Linked DNA regions of Mus musculus: region 1 is linked to region 2. Evidence: chromatin contacts called from public promoter capture Hi-C data. All regions are on one chromosome and are shown on one strand. The core of a region is the stretch at or near the end of the contact, and the rest is flanking DNA. Distances in the headings are between cores, read along the strand shown.

Region 1 (3,900 bases), core at 1,127-3,626, 220 kb after region 2:
TAATAAGAGGTTTTTTTTTTTTTTTGGCTTAAGCAGAACAGAACAGGACATAACTCCTTGGTGACAGATTTGAGCAGAGGTCTGGAGGGTGAGATGGCTCTGGCCAAATAGGAAGAAGAAAAAGAAGAGAAGGAAGAAGAAGAAGAAAAAGAAGAGAAGGAAGAAGAAGAAGAAGAAGAAGAAGAAGAAGAAGAAGAAGAGGAGGAGGAGGAGGAGGAGGAGGAGGAGGAGGAGGAGGAGGAGGAGGAGGAGGAGGAGGAGGAGGAGGAGGAGGAGGAAGAGGAAGAGGAAGAGGAAGAGGAAGAGGAAGAAGAAGAAGAAGAAGAAGAAGAAGAAGAAGAAGAAGAAGAAGAAGAAGAAGAAGAAGAAGCCAATTTCAGACAGAAGAAGGAGCATGGCAGGGGCTGGATGCTCAGCACGAAGAGGAAGAGAGTGAAATAAGAAGATCCTCTGGGTCACGGTGTCCCCAGTGCCAAATGTGGTGGCACACACCATTAATTCCAGCACTCAGGAGGCAGGAGACTCGTGAGTTTGAGGCTAGCCTGATCTATACAGTGAGCTTTAGCTACACAGTAAGACACTGCTTTGTTCCTTGGGTGGCTGAGGTTATCCCTCAGTCCTGGGGGTGGGAGGGGGCCCAGAAGCAGAGCATTCACTAACTTATGCAAAGACTTGAGGCCTGTCCGCAGCTGGGTGTGAAGGCGCAGGACTGTAAACCAAGCCCTTGGGAGGCTGAGTAGGAAGATCAGGAGTTAGCCTGGCCTGGAGTACACAGCCTGGCCAACATGGTTTCTATGTGAAAACATCAAAAAAGGAGCCAACAAGAGGCTGAGCCAGTAAAGGGCTTGCCAGCAAGCCTGACCACCTGCCCTCAGCCCCCGGAGCCCCTGCAGAGGGAGGAGGAAGGAAGTGGTCCTGCAAGCTGCCTTCTGAGCGCCACAATTCTGCTGTGGCACTAGCACATGCCTGTACAATAAGTAAATAAAGTGTAACCACTTAACTAAAGTAAACAACGAATGGGGGTGGGGGATGGAACCATTGGGGCGGCAGAGGCAGACAGGTCTCAGTCCCAGGCCAACCTGGTCTACAGAGCAAGTTGTAGGACAGCCAGGGCTACACAGAGAAATCCTGTCTCAAAAAAACAAGACCAACCAAAAAAAACAAAAAAACAAGAAAAACCAATAACAACAACAACAAAAAACTGAACTCAGCTTTCCCCTCCCCCATCTCTCCACCCTCACCCCCCCACACACGCAAAGATCCCAGTGCTATGATTGGTGGTCTGGTGGAGGTAATAACAGCTATAACAGCTAGCAACTCTCCTCAATACTTCTGGAATTATTCGGGCTCCTTGGAGAACCCTGAGGCAAGAAGAAGTCATCCAGCTAGGAGTTATGGATTGCGGGAATCCAAGTCGGGAGCCTCCTGATAGCTGCTGAACAAGTTCTGAATCTTCCTCTCTTGGGAGGACGGCAGGCGCCGCCCCCAGGCAGCAGCAAGGTGGGGAGTCCTGAGCCGGCTCACTCTGGCTCCAGGGTACACCAACCCTGGAATTCCCCAGCGCAGAAGCAGCCTGGACTTCCCCAGGGGTGAGGATGAGGAACGGGTGTCTGTGGGGGAGGGAACCGGACCTCAAGATTCACTTTAGGACGGGCCAGCCCCTCAGACCATCTGTTCCCCACCTCAGCCATATTCTGACTGCCCCATGACAAGGACTGTGACCACAGTTCCCATTGCACAGACCATGAGCCCAGGTTCTAAACGTGCATGTTTTAGGAGAGTAGTGTGTTTTGAGCCTGTAACCCGAAGAGCCGCGAGGCCTTGAGGACTGAGTTCAAGGCCAGCCTAGGCTAACGTGTCAAGGCATCATTCTCAAAACAGGAAAGAAAGGAAGGGAGGGGAAGAGGGGGACAGGGGGAGAGAGAGAGGACAGAGAGAGGGGGAGGGAGGGAGGGACTGGGAGGGAGAGAGAGAGAGAGAGAGAGAGAGAGAGAGAGACCGAGATTTTGGGTTCTGTAACCCACCCATGGAGTGATGCTACGTGGGATTCGAACTCCGGGCTGTTAGTTTTCAACCCTGGGTTTCCAATCCCACTTCCCGTTAACAGCTGAATTTATGTGATGTTCCGCTGGCCGGGAAGCAGGGATTTCGACCGCGCTCTGGGTCCTGGAGTTTGGAGACCTGCCCCCCAAAGCGACCCCACCTCGGACTCACCAGGGATCACAACGGTGACCAGGGCCAGGAGCAGAGGTAGCGTGGGCTTGGCACGGGTTGAAGCCATTGCAGGGCCAGGGCAAAGTGCAGGTAGCAGCGGAGCTCAGCACTAGCACTGGGTGCAGACTGAGGCGGGCGGCGCTTTTATAGTCTCTGGCTCACGGGGGGCCGAGGGGCGGTGCTGTCGGGGCCACTTTCCGGGAAACCTCGCGCCTTCCCCTCCGGAACGAGGGCTTCGGTATTTCCGGGTGGAGACTGTGCCCTGGCAGAGAGGGGTGGTCCTGCCTCGCTGGCCCCTGCGATCTAGGAATTTCCAAACTGAAGTAATGACATGTGGGGGGAGGTGGTGTCAGAGACCAGCAGGTGAGTCCGGAGAGAAGGCCCCGGGCCTCCAGGAGTCACGCCTCCTGGTTAACTGATTGACTACTGCCTAGTCCCCTGCGACATCAGGACCGCCATCCCCTCAAAGGGATAAACTGAGGCTCGGCATTTCGCAGGGATCCGAAATCAAGTCCTGATTTCCCCAACTACTGCAAGCCTCTTTAACCCACCAGACATGCCCTTGCCGGGGATAAGGGCTCCCTGGAATCGTTAGGGGACGCCATCCATTCAGAGGTGCCCCTCTCCCCAGGACCATGCTCCACCCACTTGGCACTAGAGATGAAGCAGCGATCCAAGCAGGCCCGGACAGATCCGCTGTGAGAAAGTCCTGCCTGAGAGGCAGTCCTCACTTCCCTTCTCCCACTCACGACTGCTCCCGCCCCCGCGGCCTCGGTTCCCCTTTTCTGCTTTGACTTCTGGGGCGTCTTGACAGCTCCCCCAAAAGGAAGGAAGATGTCTGGTCCTGTGGCGTGGAGCCCTGCACCTCCCTTTCTTAGACTGGATGAGAAACAGAACTCCGAAGAGGAGAGGCACCTCTCAGAAAGCAGAGATCCCCCACTCCCCAGCGCGCCTTATGGGGGGGTTTCCTCTCCTTCTCACTCCTTTCCCCCACTTCCTCCATCCTCTGGCCCCGCCCCGTGCTAGTTTCTCCCCTTCCCCCTCTCATCTCTCCCCCTGCTGTCTCTTCTTGAGGTCAGGTGTCAAGTAGCTCAGGGTGACCTCAAACGCCCTGTAGTTGAGGATGACCTTGAACTCCCGATCCTGCCTCGTGCTCCACTGCTCTTGCTTTTCGCAGTGAAACTGAGGCAGACCTTGAACAATGAGATTGGACAAAGAGAGATATCAAACCCTAGTCTTCCAAGACCCAGTGGCTTGCTTACTGGCCTTTGGACGCCCGAGGCTTCCTGTTTTAAGACGCCTATACAGTTGCTGTGGAGACCAGCCCTGGGCCAGGAGGTCGTGCTGCAGATGCGGAAGGGAGAGGTCGAGATGCACGTGTGCTCTTCCTCCAGAGCCCACAGCTCCCAGGCCACTCCACACCCAAGCCTGAAGCCTGGTTATTCCTAAGGAATTTCCACGGGGATGTTTTGATTGGGGGGGGGGGGTGTCTGGGGAGCGGGCACTCAATCTCTACCCCAGGACAACTATGATGGAGTTTCAGAGTGACCTCAAGGGAATCTGGGAAATCCCTCAGAGTGGATTTTTCTAGTGGTGTCACTGAGAGTCTTTGGTCCTCATTTCACCTGTTTGAGACTCCATTGCCCTAAGGTCCCATATGCAGTCTTTAGTTTGACTGTTTAAAGC
Region 2 (3,768 bases), core at 409-2,908:
TTTGTTTAAATTATTAAGTTAATAGAACAAAGTAAGGTTTTACCATGCAGTCCAGGCTGGCCTGGAACTTGCTATGAGCCCTGGCTTGTCTCAAATTCACAGAGATCCACCTGTCTCTGCTTCTTCTAAAATTAAGGGTATACGACACCATGCCTGGCTTTCCTTGCCTCCCTGACCCCAGACAGAGTCTCACTGTGTAGTCTGGGCTGTTCTCAAACATTCAACCCTCTGCTTCAGACTCCCGTGGTAAATTTCTTTTGAAACTATCCTTTTCTTTGATATTTATTCATTTGTTTTCTGATATAAGGTCTTGCTAGGTCGAGCAGGCTTACTGTGAACTGGAGGTAATCCTCCTGCTTCAGTGCCCTGGTGGCTGGGATTACAGATGTGTCCCCTCAATATTCTTATTTTTAGATTTATTTCCTTTTATGTACACGAGTACTTTGCTTGCCTGTATGTCTGCGCACCACCTACCTGCATGGTGCCCACAGAGGTCAGAAGACAGCATGGGGTCCCCTTGAACTGGAGCTATGGATGGCTGTGAGGCATCGTGGCAGTGGACTCCAGGTCCTCTGCAAAAGCAACACGTGTTCTAAACCACCTTTCCTGGTTTTCCGAGACAGGGTTTCTCTGTGTAGCCTGGCTGTCCTGGAACTCACTGGGTAGACCAGGCTGGCCTCTGCCTCCCAAGTGCTGGGATTAAAGGCGTGCGCCACCACGCCTGGCTTAACTTTATGTTTCAAAGTTAATTTATGTGTGTATGTGGAGGTTATCGGACAACAACCTGAAGGAGGAAGCTTTCTACTACTATGTGAGTACCAGAGGTGGAACTTAGGTGGCCAGAATTGGCCAGACGCTCCTTTACCCACTGAGCCATCTTGATAGTTCAAGAAAATAACTTTCTCTCATAAATGCCATATGCAGCAAATAAGTATCTCTTACCATTAAAAATATATAAAGATGTTACGAGAAATACAAAGAGGCAGCTCTGGGCATTCCAACACTCCAACACCCTCAGATGAATGCCATACCTCTCCTCATGAAAACATGAACACACAGAGAGGAGAGTGTGTCTCTGGAGCACTCGAGCTGCACTTTGCAGGCTCCACATAGGGGAAGAGAATCAGTTTCTGCCAGCCGTCCCCGACCTCAACACAAGCACACACACAAATTAATGTACACAAAGCCCAGAGTGATATCCCAGCCTTTAACCACAGCACACGAAGGAGGCAGAGGCAGAGGCAGGAAGGTTTCTGTGTGTTCAAGGCCAGCCAGGGCTATGTAATGAGGCCTGTCTCAAAAAGAAGTTATAAGGCTGGAGTGATGGCTCAGCAGTTAAGAGTACTTGCTGCTCCTGCAGTGGTCCAGGGTTCAATTCCCCCATTTGCATGGTAGCTAACAACCACCTGTAACTTTAGGGGACACTGCACAGCCCACGTTGCACAGACATACATATACAGGCAAAACACCCACACGCACAAAGTAAAATACAAATTGAAATAAAAACATTAAAAAGTTATTTTACAAGAAGATAAATATCGCAACCAGGTAGATGGGTCTAGTTGGACCGTGCAGGCTGTGGGAGGGTCCGCCGGTGCAGGTTCAGCTGGAGGCGTACCGGACAGCCTAACCCGGAGGCAGCCTCCTAGGGCCGCCCAGACCCACGCCCTGCTCCCTCCGCCCGGCACCTGCAGGAAGGGCTGGAACTGCCTCTGCGTACCCGCCGCCCGTTTCCGCCCTCCCGCTCCTCCCACGCGTGCCGCCCGGGACCCCGCAGCACCGCTGCCCCGATCCGAGCCCTCCACCCCCACTCCGGTCCCCCTCCTCTCTTCCCGGAAGCGCGGCGCGTGGCGGCCCGGCGGCGCGGATTGGACGCGTGGCACCTACAGAGACACCCGGGGGGGTGGGACGGAGGTGAGCGAGCGCCCGCGGAGGATGCGGTGGGGAGCCAGCTCCGGGAGCTGCCCGCGGTCGCGCGTGGGGCCGTGCACGCGGTGGGGGGAAGCGCGTGCCCTTCTCCAAGCGCGCACCCCGCCGCCGAGCCCGTGAGCCCTCGTAGGGTGGTGGCCGCGGCGAGTAGAGGTAGGGGTCGCCCGCGGCCGGCGCCCCGGGACTCTTATTGTGACAGGGTGGCGCGCTGTGCTTAGTCACCGTGACCCGCGCGGCGGAGGCGGAGGCAGAGCGCGGCCATGGCGGGGTGAGTGAGCCGCTCCAGGCCGCGGCCCGGGACCAGGCCCTGCGGGCTCTCCCGGCGTCAGGGCTGCGCCTCCGAGCGGTGGGGAGGCCGCTGGAGCAGGCGCCGGGTACCGGGCGGCCGCTGCACAGCCCCCTGCGCAATGCCAGGCCCGAGCTCCGGCAGTGTGGTCACGCGTGACAGTCGCTCACTAGCTGGGGCCCCTGGAGCATTTCATCCCCCCCCTCCCCACGGTGATCTAATAGACAAAACACGCGGAGTCGCGACTCCAGGCTGAGCCCAGAACCTGGGGAGCCAGACGCAGACCCTCTCTTGTCTCCCCACATCTTCTTTGAAAGCATAATTCCTCCCCTGGCCCCAGGTCTCCAAGGGTCTCCTGAATCCCTCCCCGTGGGTGTTCCAGATGCTGCACACTCTCTTGCCCCAGGAGCTTGGTGTTCGCTTAGTGTTTCCTATACAGACCTTGCTTTATTTTTAGGCCTTTTCTGTCTTCTCGCTGTGTCTCTGGAGCTCAGAGCAGTCCCAAATACATAAATGGCAGGCTCTGTAAATGTTGGTGTGGTGTTGAAAGGAATCTGACATGTTGGACGAAGGCAAGGGGAGGGAAGGATGGCTGGAACAGTGAAGAGGTTGGAAAGCGGGTGTGGAGTTTTACAGGCCATTGACGATTTGGGGTTTCCATTCTTGGGCTCGGTGAAAGGTGTTGGGTGATTCTGAGCAGGAAAAGGAACATGATATGCCCTGAAGGCCCGCGAGTTGAGAAGTTAGTTTGAATGGAGCCGGCTGTGTCCAGTTTACTTGGCTTGGCAAAATCTGCACTTAGATATCATTGCTTAGTCTTGCAAAAAAAGAAGCCTGGCTGGACATGGTGGCACATACTGTAATCCCAGCACTCGGGAGGAGCCAGCTTTGGTTGCATAGTGAGTTGGAAGCCAGCCTAGGCTATGTAAGACCCTGTCTCAAATAAAATAAAATAAAGTGGCAGGGTCTGGTCTAACCCAGCCTCTGTTCCCAGCGCTGTGCTCTTCCCTCCCTCCAGGCCCCTAACGGCTAGCAGAGGAACTGTGTCTTGTCATCAGGAACCCCATGCAGCCCGAACCCAAGCTTAGCGGGGCTCCCCGCAGCAGCCAGTTCCTGCCCCTGTGGTCAAAGTGCCCCGAGGGGGCCGGGGACGCAGTGATGTATGCCTCCACGGAGTGCAAGGCAGAGGTGACGCCCTCGCAGGACGGTAACCGAACCTTCAGCTACACACTAGAGGATCACACCAAGCAGGCTTTTGGCGTCATGAACGAGCTTCGCCTGAGCCAGCAACTCTGTGACGTGACCCTGCAGGTCAAATATGAGGACATCCCAGCTGCCCAATTCATGGCTCACAAAGTGGTGCTGGCCTCCTCCAGCCCAGTCTTTAAAGCCATGTTCACCAACGGGCTTCGGGAGCAGGGCATGGAGGTGGTGTCCATCGAAGGCATCCACCCTAAGGTCATGGAAAGGCTTATTGAGTTCGCCTACACGGCCTCCATCTCCGTGGGCGAGAAGTGTGTCCTGCACGTGATGAACGGGGCGGTCATGTACCA

Evidence for each region. Capture Hi-C pulls out chosen DNA fragments and counts their contacts.
Region 1: a promoter capture Hi-C map of liver shows a contact between it and region 2. The contact joins the promoter of Icam1 here to the promoter of Keap1 in region 2. A contact is called at or near these places in 3 of 39 promoter capture datasets (the C10 cell line, hippocampal neurons and liver), 1 of 15 datasets of contacts at CTCF or cohesin (large pre-B cells), 8 of 484 Hi-C or Micro-C datasets (CD4 T cells, CD8 T cells, the HL-1 cell line and 3 more), 8 of 115 datasets of contacts at active chromatin or transcription factors (bone marrow-derived dendritic cells, embryonic stem cells, large pre-B cells and 1 more) and 3 of 9 other capture datasets (adipose tissue, liver and pancreatic islet).

Annotation. Positions count from the first base shown.
Region 1 is chr9:21,014,416-21,018,315 of GRCm38.p6, reverse strand. It overlaps Icam1 (intercellular adhesion molecule 1), which reads right to left and starts at 2,376. Exons shown (of 7, transcript NM_010493.3): 1 at 2,215-2,376. The coding sequence starts at 2,281.
Region 2 is chr9:21,237,222-21,240,989 of GRCm38.p6, reverse strand. Keap1 (kelch-like ECH-associated protein 1) reads left to right here and starts at 1,658. Exons shown (of 5, transcript NM_016679.4): 1 at 1,658-3,768. The coding sequence starts at 3,281.